Regions from separate parts of the Mus musculus genome. Here region 2 is linked to region 1. Evidence: chromatin contacts called from public Hi-C data. All regions are on one chromosome and are shown on one strand. Each heading gives the region's core, a stretch centred on a gene start, on an enhancer-like site or on the middle of the called end of the contact. The rest is flanking DNA. Distances are from core to core; before and after follow the strand shown.

The links. A called contact is a pair of places that touch in the nucleus more often than the background predicts.
Region 2: a contact with region 1 is called in a Hi-C map of the N1E-115 cell line, with 2.4 times the contacts expected there. The contact joins two enhancer-like sites. A contact is called at or near these places in 1 of 39 promoter capture datasets (hippocampal neurons), 1 of 15 datasets of contacts at CTCF or cohesin (large pre-B cells), 8 of 484 Hi-C or Micro-C datasets (B cells, the N1E-115 cell line, Th17 cells and 4 more), 3 of 115 datasets of contacts at active chromatin or transcription factors (acute myeloid leukemia, astrocytes and double positive thymocytes) and 1 of 9 other capture datasets (embryonic stem cells).

The regions. Positions count from the first base shown.
Region 1 is chr15:84,296,795-84,302,945 of GRCm38.p6, reverse strand. Parvb (parvin, beta) reads right to left here. Exons shown (of 13, transcript NM_133167.3): 8 at 4,961-4,980. Among named protein-coding and RNA genes, the nearest start is that of Gm22890, 23 kb to the left of the region's middle. Within about 2 kb of position 3,770, at least 87 of the 459 cell types and tissues checked have an H3K27ac peak or open chromatin away from gene starts, as enhancers often do. A contact at or near this core is called in the N1E-115 cell line, where this site is marked.
Region 2 is chr15:84,369,296-84,375,446 of GRCm38.p6, reverse strand. No RefSeq gene overlaps it. Among named protein-coding and RNA genes, the nearest start is that of Parvg, 48 kb to the right of the region's middle. Within about 2 kb of position 2,491, at least 4 of the 459 cell types and tissues checked have an H3K27ac peak or open chromatin away from gene starts, as enhancers often do. A contact at or near this core is called in the N1E-115 cell line, where this site is marked.

The DNA of each region.
Region 1 (6,151 bases), core at 2,521-5,020:
ATCCAGAATCTCTGAATGTGCAACTGGGCAACTTCTCGCCACTGGCCCCTCAAACCCCTACCTCTCACGGCTCTTAGACTGTGGTCCATCCTCTCTCCCGTGGCTATGAGATGGCCACGCTCCCACACATCTCCCAGCCTTTACAAAATGGCCTCTCTGCACACTTGCATCCCTCAAGCACTAACATGCCTTTGACAGAGCCTCACTGCCCCCCCCCCCCCGCAGTACCGTCTGCTGGACCTTCAGCTCCTAACTCTCTGGGAGAGATGGATGGTTCTCCTACTCCTGCCCTGCCTCTGACTCCAGCAACAGGGCAAGCTCAGCGGAGGAGCTCAGGGGGAAGGCACCTGAGCCTTTGGTGTCCTCGGCAGGAAGCCTGAAGGCTGCTTATTTCAACCTGAGGTAGCCCATGACCTCCCTCTTCCTTGGTGAACCACGACCTGCTCACTCTGACCTGCTCACATCTGTGCAAGCTGCCACCCAAACAAACAGCACAGAAGTCCCCATCCCTCCCTACTTGAGGCCACCAGAGAACAGAAAGCCTCTGCAAAATTAGCATCTGAAAGGAACAAGTTGGCAAAGAGGAACACTGGAACCCCCAACCCCCCCCCCAACCACAATTGACACCTTCCAGCCCAACAGGGCTGACAAAGGAAAACAAATCCAAATATGAAAATGTGCCTGTGTCACTGGCTCAGGACACACATGCACTCCAAAGTGTCTGCGGGTGGCCTGGGACTCATTGTAACCGTGTGGCACACCCCTAGGGGCAAATTTAAGATGCTAATGAGACATGCTGACACATGAATTTGTGTGAACTACATGTGACAAATAGCACACACTCAGAAAAGCCTACTCTATTCAAATGAACCAAAATATCCTCACTATGCAAAGGAAGGGAAAGCCAGGCTCTAAGGTGAAAGCCCAGCTCTGCACTTGGGGGCGGCACATTCTCCCTCAGAAGTGGATGCTCCTTAGTCTGCTCTGGCTGCGACTGTGTGTCTCTGCTCTGCTCTTCGTTCAGGGACACAGGAACCTGGAATCCCTCTGGAGGTGCCCTCTGAACCCAAATGTCTGTTTACGTCTGTAAGACTGGGTGCACAGAAGTTGTTGGGATAGATGACTATAGCCCAGGTCAAGTAGAGGCCTGGGGGCTCTGGGGCCAACAGTGCTGCAGCGGGAGGGGAGGCACTGAGTGGGACCCGGGCCCTGACTTCTGTCTTCTTGGTTCTAGGGGTAAGGCACAGGGGGGCTTCCCCCACCTCAGGAGACAGGGGCTGCTGAGGAAGAGGAAGGAGGAGAGCAAAGAAGGCTGGGGTGAGCTGAGAGAGCCAGGGTTCTGGGGAGAAGAGCCAAACAGGACGGTCTAAAGTTAGCCCCCTACCAACCTAGCCCCAAGATGAAGGTGCCAGAGATTCCAGCCAGGCTCTGGAGGCAGCTCCATCCAACCTGGGGCCTCTTCCTCAGCCTTGGGGAAGGTGAGAGGCTAAACAGAGAGAAGGGACCTTTTGTGTCTGGGGGGAGGGGGGATGGTTAGGGAAGGGGGGAAAGGCAGTGCCTCCCTCTAAGGACTGGTGGGGACAAAAAGCCACCCTCAGTTAGCACCAGATGTCACTCACTTCCATAATCAGCTAAGTCAGATTATCCCCCAGAAAACAATCTGTAAAGGGGCAAAAGGAGCTTTACTCCTCTCAGAAGAAGTGCAGCCCTGCAAAGCGGCTTAGGCAAAGCCCCAAGAGCTCAGGCTCTTGACGTCACCGGTTTATTTAGCTGGGCCACTGCTGGGCTGGCAGAGTGCCGCGTGGGAGGCTGTTGGGCGCCTCCCACGCTGGCTGCTTACCTGGGGCCTAGAGGACACAAAATGTGGCTCCATAGCCAAGAGGAAGGACCAGGGATGGTGGGGACAGGGCAGAGCTGGGTTCAAATCCTCACTGTGTGACTAGAAAGCCCACAGACTTTAGGTCCCTTCCCTAGCTAAATGGAACCACATCTGTTCCCCACCGCCTCTGTGAGCATCAAGAATCAGGGTGGGGACACAGGGACAAGCCCAATTCCCATGTCTGGGGACCCCATCAATTTCCCTCCTGTACTGGAGAAGTCACTAGTTTGGAAAGGCACAGACAGGAGGGTCCCAGGTCTGTACCTGGAGCCTAACTCAGCCTCATTTAGAATAGGAAGGTTTTCCCTAATCTACATTTCCAACTCTTGAAAGCAGAGGCTGGGGCCACAGTGAGCTACAGGGCACCTGGCATCAAGGTGCCACCCCCAGGACAAGGATGGGGGGGGGCTCCTATTTTCCACAGTTCTCCTCCTATAACCTTCAGCTTCTGGGGTTTGAGCAACTCTGTCCGGCTGGTCTCTGGCAGCACCCAAGTTCGCAGCCATGGACAAGAGGTTGGAAGAAAGAGGCTTGCCGTCTGAGCCAGGCTGGCTGGAGAGATGAGAAGAGGAAGGGCATTGCAGCCAGAGAACATGCAAAGAGAAACACAGGGAGCCAGAGTGGATTCAAGAGCAGGGTGGTCTGGGAGGGAGGCTGACAGGAGCTGAGTCCTTTAGTGCAGTGGCCTTCGTGCACAATGACCAGGGGTGTGAACGTCAGGTCAGAGTTTTAATTTAACACAGGCTCTGCTGGGAAGGCAAATGGGAGAGATTGGGTCTCAGCAAACTGAGCCTGGAACTAGGAGGGGGACTCCACCCTTGCCCACCCAATCCTGTCAGCACCAGAAAGGGCTCCTGAGTCGGGGGTGGGGAGGGGGAACCAGGGAGGAAGGGCCACTAGCTAGAGAAAAGGCAACTGGCAAAGGCGTTGCTATGGAGATCAGGCTCTAACCTCCCAGCTCCCAGGAGACTGGTTTCCAGGGAGAGAAAAACCAGCTTATACTTCAGGCAGGACAAGACGCTGGTGGGAAGAGGCTGGGTACCCACCCCTCAACCTGCTGGCCTTAGGGAAGAGTGACCAGAGAGGAGACGCTCCACCTTTGCACAGCACTCGAAGGCCAAGGAGGCTGAGGGAACGGGTTCAAGCAAGACTCAGCCTAGGAGACTCAGCCTGCTCAGGTCTTGGAACCTCCTCACGCCTGACAGTGGTGCAGGGAGGGCTGCTGAGATCATACAGGCTTGGGGTGAGCGGCTGCCTCCAGGATACTTGGAGATCCCTGAACAAAGGAAAAGGCATGGGTGTGCCTACAAGCATAGCACTTGCACCAGTGTTCCGGGTCAAGGGGAGCACACACACAAACCCTGAGGCTCCTGGGAGCAGGGCTGGCTCCAGGTTTGTCAGATGGTTCTAGACATAACGAAGACAACCAGAGGGTAGTAGGGCGGGTGCATGCTGGTTTGTGACTGGGGATCCCTGGTGAGTGACAGTTGAGCCAATGCAGGAGGGAACCCTGGGTAATTTAGCAGGAGGGTGTCTTAGGCCGAGAGTAGTGGAAGTGGGGGTGGAGGGGGGGCAGGGTTAGACCTGGACACTCAGGAGGTGAGAGATCAAGGCCACAGGGGATGTGATGTCTGGAGCATCCTGGACTGTGGACAGGAAACAGACGTGACAAGGGATGCTTTGACCTTCCTCAGCAAAGCTTGTGCTGAAGCCAGAAAGTAGATGCTGGGTGGGAACCAGTGTGACCAGACCCTGGCGGGGCAGTGAGGTCAGAAGTGACCAGAAATCCTGGGATAGCCATCTGCTGCTCCCCCAAGAGGATGCCTGGGAGCCCAGGGGCTCACTGCACCAAAACCAAGGCTGTCAGCCGCGTAACCAGGAGACCTCCTTGCGTCAGCAGAAGTGCGAGGCGGGGGCGGAACTAATTGCCTGTCACTAGCTAATAGCCTGTTTCATCTTACGCCAGAGCCTGCAAGAAGTGAAGTGAGTACAGCCTCAGAGGAGGTTTCTTGTGGCCTCAGATGTCCCCAGCACCGTGACTGAGTTCTGGTGCACCTGGCTCTCCCCTTGGGAGACACACCCTGTGTACCTGACCAGGTGTCCTTCCCAGCTGTCAGGGCTCCCAAGATACCAACCGAGCCCAGGATTGCCTCCCTCTCCCCACGCCCCCAGCCAAGCCAACTCTTTTCAAATCCTCTGAACCTGAAACAGAGCCAACCCAAACTCATAAGTTACCACGCCACACTCTCAGGTCCCCATTCGTCATCCTCCCGCCTCTGCGATCCCCAGGGGTTCAGAGCCTCTAAACTATACATATCTCTAAACTAGCCTGCACCTGGACCCCAAGCAGGGGTCCCACATGACCCATGCTTGCCACCCCACTTCCCCTGGGAACTTTCCCAGCAAGCATAACACCTGTCCATCAGAAGGGCTCAGGGGCTACATGGCCACAGCTTTCTCTCAAACTCAAGACCTTCCTGACTGTCAGAACTGCTGCGTGCTGCATGCTGCATGCTCATCCTTCAGCATGCTGCATGCTCATCCTTCAGCATGCTGCATGCTCATCCTTCAGCCCTTCTTTACAACCTCCAGGTCAGAGAAGGGCATTGGGTTTTGGAGGTGGCACTGGCCCCGCCCCCAAGGATTCCCCAGGGTCAGACATGTATCTGGAAATGAGCTGGGAGCTTCTATCTGGCTTCCATTTTTCCTCAGCCTTCTCCACTTCCTTCTGTTTTAAACTTCTGCCCACATCAGCCTCCCTCCCAGCCCGCGCAGGGAGCCAGAATCACCTCTGAGAATTTAAACAAAGCTGTAGGTTTTTGATCTCTTTGTCTGTCCTCTCTTGCCCAGGGGACAGGGTCAGGTGAGAGAGTAATTACCTTCTTTTCTCCCCTCCCACTCCCTCCCCTGCAGGTAAGCTAGAGATGTTCTCCAGGCTGGCCCCTCTGTCCCTACAAGCTCACTCCTCCTGCCCAAGTTCACAAGATCACACGCATGACCTTGAGAACCGCAGAGCTTTCTGTGTTGGATGGTGCATACCCAGGGATCTCACCTTGTCCCACCCCAAACCAGGGTACTTACCAAACCGGCCCATCATGATCCTGTGAACAAGAAGAAAGGGTCAGATGGACACTTAGACCAAGTCTCAGAGCCAACCAGACCCTAGCACTCAGCCCCCTTCCCCCCACCCCCCAATAGGAATGGATACACATACACACACCCTGCTCTAGCCTAACAAAAGTGAGGGACACGTGCAGGCGACTAATCAGCACAAGAGTGACAGCAAACTACCCTCATTCCCAACACAGTGACCACCCTGGTGTATCATTTAGAGAGGACATCATTTGCATCGTGGGAACTGGGAGCCTGTTGATTCTGGCAGCCACGCCCAGCAGATAGAGCAGCGTTGCTCAACCTGTGGGCTGAGATCCTTTTAGGGGATTAAATGACCGTTTCCCCAGGATCACATATCAGATATCCTGCATCTGACATTTATATTATGATTCATGATAGTAGCAAAATTACAATCTTGAAGTAGCAACGAAAAATAGTTTTATGGTTGGGGGGGTCACTACAACATGAGGAACTGTATTAAAGGGTCTCGGCATTAGTGTGGTTGAGAACCACTGAGATAGAGGGCTAATGTGGAAGGAGTCTGGAACTTCCGGCTTGAAAAGCCATTTGAATGCTTAACGATAAATGAGCATTTGTGAGAACTTGGAAAACAGGCTGGAAGAACCTGGCTGGTGAAGTTTCAGAGGGGATTTTTAAGAGGCCTTCAAATACTCTATGGGGCTATTTATGCAATATTTTTAAAGTAATCCGTGACTCTGGTCAGCTGGGACCGAAGGATCAGCTGTGATAAACAGGACACCAACACCATTAAGGTGAAATCTGGGAAAATGTCTCCTCAAGGCCACAGACGCTGTGTTCCAGAGGCTGCCTTGGGGGCTGGCATCTGGCCTTAGTAATATATAAGAGAGGCTACCTTGGTCCGTCAGACGCCAGCAAGCCCTCAGATGTACATATCACAGGACCAGGCACAGCAAGAACTGCCTGGCTGAGCCCATTCATAGCTGAGTGCGGGCTTGTGAGGAAAGGAAATGAACTTAGGGGTGATGTCTCACGAGACAGACCACCAAGCCCCCACCAAGTCCTTACCCCACCCCCTGTTCCTTGAACTTGCCCTTCTGCAGCCATAGGCCCACGGTGCTGTCACAACACACACCAGCCTGTCGTTCCTCCCAACACCCCCAATCCCAACCCCCTCCC
Region 2 (6,151 bases), core at 1,242-3,741, 74 kb before region 1:
ATGACTGTCAAGGCAGCTGGACAGAGGGGATCTCAATAGAGGATTTCCCTCCAACAGCCTGGCCTGAGTGTGTGTCTATGGGGGATTGCCTTGATTGAAGATTAATGTAAGAGGGCCCTGCCCACTGTGGGTGATATTAACCCTAGGCTGGTGGTCTTGGGTTATAGCTGAATGTGAGCCAGAGAGGAAGCCAGTAAGCAGAGCTCCCCACCCCCCTTGGTTTTTGTTCCAGGTTCCTGCCTTGAGTTCTTGCCCTGACCTTGAACTTCTTTCCTGAACTTGAGTTCTTCCCTCAGTGATAGACCGTGACCTAGAATGGTAGGCTGAAACCCACCACAGTGTAACATCACGGAACACCCAACAGAACAGCAAAGTCAAGAATTACAGCAAACATGGATGGGGATGCTGAAGAGAGGGTGGTATTCACATAAAACAGCCAGGCTGGAAATAATATGCCAGTTTCTTTTTAAGGAGCACAGGGCAGGAATGGAGGAGGGAGATGCCCCTGTAGTTAAGACCACTGGCTGCTCTTCTAGAAGACCCAGGTTCCCAGTCACCACATTAAGCAGCTCATTACCTATAATTCCAGTTCCAAGGTATATGATGCCCTCTTCTGGTCTCCATAGGTACTGCACTCTAGTGCACACACACACACACACACACACACACACACTTACATGTAATTAAAATTTTTTAAAAATCAATCTTTAAAAACTGAACATGGGGGCTGGAGAGATAGCTCAGTGGCTAAGAGTACTGGCTGCTCTTCCAGAGGTCCTGAGTTCAATTCCCAGCACATACATGGTGGCTCACGATCATCTGTAATGAGATCCAATGCCCTCTTCTGGTGTCTGAAGACAACGACAGTATACCCATATACATAAAACTAATAAATAATTCTTTTTAAAAATTGAACTTATTACTTATATACTGGTACATAGCCCAGAAGTCATGCCCCAGGTACTTGTTCCAGATAATTCAAAACTAAAATCCACATAAAAACCCGCACTGCTCACAGTGGCTACACTGATAAGAGCATCAGACTGGAAGCAGAGTTTCTTCTCTGGGCCAGTGACTAGACAAACTGTGGTACATCTACCCTGTGGAATACTAGATAGCAATAAAAATGAACTGCTTATATAGAGAGAGATCTGAGAATTTGTGTTTGGAGGCAAAAAGCTATATACTGTAATATACTGTATATTATATATAAGTTATATACTGTATAGTTCCACTTCTATGACATGCTTAAAGTTTCTCAAAGATATGGTGAACATATTAATGATTGCCAGGGGTCAAGGAGATGGGGGGGATAGGAGGGAAGAGGGGGTGGTTATGAGAGAGGACAGAAGGAGTAGGTCAGGCAAAATGCACATGCCCTTAGTCCCAGCATTCAAGAGACAGAGGCAGGAGGATCTCCATATGTTCAAGGCCAACCTGGTCAACATAGACCTATTTCAAAACAAACAACAGAGAATACAAGAGCACATAATTAAAATATTTAAGCCTGAGCCCTACAGCGATCACATTAAACACTTGTGAATGAAGACCTCTAAGTGAAACATGTCTCTACACGTGTACTGTGACATGTACACACATGTACACGTGTATGTGACATGTATACACATGCACACATGTGCATGCTAGACAATAAATAAATGAAAATATTGCTTTTAAAACCATGTGTTTATAAAAGATATTCATGGCATGAGCCTAGAGGCGGGATATGAAAATTAAAGGAGGGAGAATATATTGTGCTCACTAACCCAAACCAGCAAACCAACCAGAGCCTGTCTGTATTAATGAAGTTGGGGACAAGAAAAGGAGAAGGGAGTGGAAAACAAAGGGAGGGGAGGTGAAAGGGGGAGGGGTGGGGGAGAGGGTCCGAATGACTAAGAAACAGACACAGCTCAGGAGCCAGCAACTGTGTCCAAATGGATGCTGGCGTTTAGCTGCCTGAAAACTAATGAGCAAACCACACCTCCCACAAATTAAAAATAGATTGGTAAGAGAGACACAGAAGGAAAAGAGCAATAATGATAAACAGCCAAGGGGGAGAAGCTAAATAACGCGGAGGGCTGCTATCGTTCCCCAGCAAGACACTTCAGGGTAAAATAAGAAGCATACAGAGTCTCAGGAGCAGGCGTTTGAAAAACACCATTATAGGTGACACAGGCATCAACAGATGCGAGACAACCTGGCTGGGTGGACCTGAGTTCCCGGGACTCACACAGAGGGACACGGGGCCCAGCTCAACAGCACTGAGAGGCAGGTCCTGTCAGGAAAGAGGTTGTGATGTGCATTTCCGATGAATGGGAGTTAGAGATCTGGTAAATGACTTCCATGAAGCATCTGGCTCTATTCTGACATGTCCCTTTGACCTCTGACCCTTTCACTGTGTGAGCATGCAGCATGCTTTCCCAAAGAGCTGGCAACAAGGGTACCTCAGAGTCGAAGGGCGGCCCCACCCAGCACCACGCCCACAAGCACTTTGATCTTAGACTTCAAATCCAATTATGTAGTTAGCTCTTTAGTGTGGTAGCCAGTGTGTCAGCACTATACACTTTTTCCTATTTACTTATTCACTTTATATCCTGACCACAGCCCCACCTCTCCTTCCTCCCAATTCTCTTCGCACATAGCCCCTCCCTTTTCTCTTGTGAGAAGGAGGAGATTCCCCTGAGTACCATCCCACCCCAGCACATCAAATCACTGCAGGACTAGGCACATCCTTGCCCACTGAGGCCAAACAAGGAAGCCCAGTTAGGGGAGCAGGATCCATCTCAGGCAACAAAGTCAGGGACAGCCCCAACTCCTGTAGTTGGGGGACCACATGAAGACCAAGCTGCTCATCTGCTACATGTGTGTGGCCGTTCAGTCTCTGGGATCCCCCAAGGGTCCAGGTTAGTTGACTCTGTTGCTCTTCTTGTGAACAACCAAACATTAGACAGAGCTTGGTGGGTCGTGTGGAAGAGTTGGAGGAAGGATGGAGAACTCCATACATTTTTATTGTCCATAAATGCAGAAATGTTTGAAAGTAAAATGCCCCTGAGGGCTCCATGTTTGAACATTTAGTCCTGAGCTGCAGATTCGTTCCATCTGGGGAAGCTATGGTGCCTTTAGGTGGCAGGGTCATTCTGGAGGAGGTTGGTCTCCAGGGTTACAGCTTATCCCTGTTTCCAGCCTTCTGTCTCCTGTCCCGCTGAGATATCAGCCAACATCTGCAGTAAGCCCCCATCACCACAGAGAGCCCCCTGCTGCCATTTCCCCATCTTGGTGGACTGCACCACCTCAACCATGAGCCAAAATAAATCTCTCTTCTCAGACTTGCTGCCCGTGTTCGTTCACAGCGCAGAGAAGGCAGCCTACGTAAAGAAGTGATGCGGAGGAGCAGAGCTGCTGACGGACCTGGCCATGAGGTTCTTGGGCCTTTGAACTGGCTTGTGGAAGGAATGTGGAAGAGTCTGAAGCTCAGAGGTGGTGAAATCCTAGAATGGTTTGAGCAAAGATTAACATGTGGGAGTTTAGAACATCAGAATGCCAAGTAAAGTATAAGCAGTAAAGGCTTCAGATGTCCATGGTATGCGTTGTCACCGAAGGCCATGCTGAAGTTTGAATGCCCACGGTACCTGCTGCCACCAGAAACCATATGGAAGTCTGTGTGCTGCTGCTGTTGTGGAGAAGGCAGCTTCCCAAACTCATAGCTGAAAATGAGAGACATTGAAGGCTTCTGTGACAACCTTTGTTCCCACTACCTCTACCCCCAAAGAAACAGCCTATACAGGAATCTACTTTTATTTTTATCGTTTTTTCCTTTTTTTAAAAAATTAGGTATTTTCTTCATTTACATTTCCAATGCTATCCCAAAAGTCCCCCACACCCTCCCCCACCAATCCCCCCACACTTCACTTCTTGGCCCTGGCGTTCCCTGTACTGAGGCATATAAAGTTTGCATGACCAATGGGCCTCTCTTTCCAGTGATGGCCGACTAGGCCATCTTTTGATACATATGCAGCTAGAGACACGAGCTCCGGGGTACTGGTTAGTTCATAATGTTGTTCCACCTATAGGGTTGCAGATCCCTTTAGCTCCTTGGGTACTTTCTCTAGCTCCTTCATTAGGGGCCCTGTGTTCCATCCAATAGCTGACTGTGAGCATCCACTTCTGTGTTTGCTAGGCCCCGGGATAGTCTCACAAGAGACTGCTATATCAGGGTCCTTTCAGCAAAATCTTGCTAGTGTATGCAATGGTGTCAGCATTTGGAGGCTGATTATGGGATGGACCCCCAGGTATGGCAGTCTCTAGATGGTCCATCCTTTCATATCAGCTCCAAACTTTGTCTCTGTAACTCCTTCCATGGGTGTTTTGTTCCCAGTTCTAAGAAGGGGCAAAGTGTCCATACTTTGGTCTTCGTTCTTCTTGAGTTTCATGTGTTTCGCAAATTGTATCTTATATCTTGGGTATTCTAAGTTTCTGGGCTAATATCCACTTAGCAATGAGTACATATCATGTGAGTTCTTTTGTGATTGGGTTACCTCATTCAGGATGATGCCCTCCACGTTCATCCATTTGCCAGGTATTTCATAAATTCATTCTTTTTAATAGCTGAGTAGTACTCCATTGTGTAAATGTACCACATTTTCTGTATCCATTCCTTTGTTGAGGGGCATCTGGGTTCTTTCCAGCTTCTGGCTATTATAAATAAGGCTGCTATGAACATAGTGGAGCATGTGTCCTTCTTACCAGTTGGAACATCTTCAAGATATATGCCCAGGAGAGGTATTGCAGGATCCTCCAGTAGTACTATGTCCAATTTTCTGAGGAACCGCCAGACTGATTTCCAGAGGAATCTACTAAAGAGTATCCTTAAAAATTGTGATAAAGACCGGGCATGGTGGCACACTCCTTTAATCCCAGCACTTGGGAGGCAGAGGCAGGCAAATTTCTGAGTTCAAGACCAGCCTGCAGGCTTGTACAACCACTCTGGAAATCAGTCTGGTGGTTCCTCAGAAAATTGGACATAGTACTACCGGATGATCCAGCAATACCTCTCCTGGGCATATATCCAGAAGATGTTCCAACCGGTAAGAAGGATACATGCTCCACTATGTTCATAGCAGCCTTATTTATAATAGCCAGAAGCTGGAAAGGACCCAGATGCCCCTCAACAGAGGAATGGATACAGAAAATGTGGTATATTTACACAATGGAGTACTACTCAGCTATTAAAAAGAATGAATTTATGAAATTCCTAGCCAAATGGATGGACCTGGAGGGCATCATCCTGAGTGAGTTAACACATTCACAAAGGAACTCACACAATATGTACTCACTGATAAGTGGATATTAGCCCAAAACCTAGGATACCCAAGATATAAGATACAATTTGCTAAACACATGAAACTCAAGAAGAATGAAGACTGAAATGTGGACACTATGCCCCTCCTTAGAATTGGGAACAAAACACCCATGGAAGGAGTTACAGAGACAAAGTTTGGAGCTGATATGAAAGGATGGACCATCTAGAGATTGCCATATCCAGGGATCCACCCCATAATCAGCTTCCAAACGCTGACACCATTGCATACACCAGCAAGATTTTATCGAAAGGACCCAGATGTAGCTGTCTCTTGTGAGACTATGCCGGGGCCTAGCAAACACAGAAGTGGATGCTCACAGTCAGCTATTGGATGGAACACAGGGCCCCTAATGAAGGAGCTAGAGAAAGTACCCAAGGAGCTAAAGGGATCTGCAACCCTATAGGTGGAACAACATTATGAACTAACCAGTACCCCGGAGCTCTTGACTCTAGCTGCATATGTATCAAAAGATGGCCTAGTCGGCCATCACTGGAAAGAGAGGTCCATTGGACACGCCAACTGTATATGCCCCAGTACAGGGGAACGCCAGGGCCAAAAAAATGGGAATGGGTGGGTAGGGAAGTGGGGGGGGGGAGGGTATGGGGGACTTTTGGGATAGCATTGGAAATGTAATTGAGGAAAATATGTAATAAAAAATATTAAAAAAAAAAAAAAAGACCAGCCTGGTTTACAAAGTGAGTTCCAGGATAGCCAGGGCTACAGAGAAACCCTGTCTCGAAAAAACCAAACCAAAACAAACAAAAACCAAATTGTGATAAAGATGCTGAAGT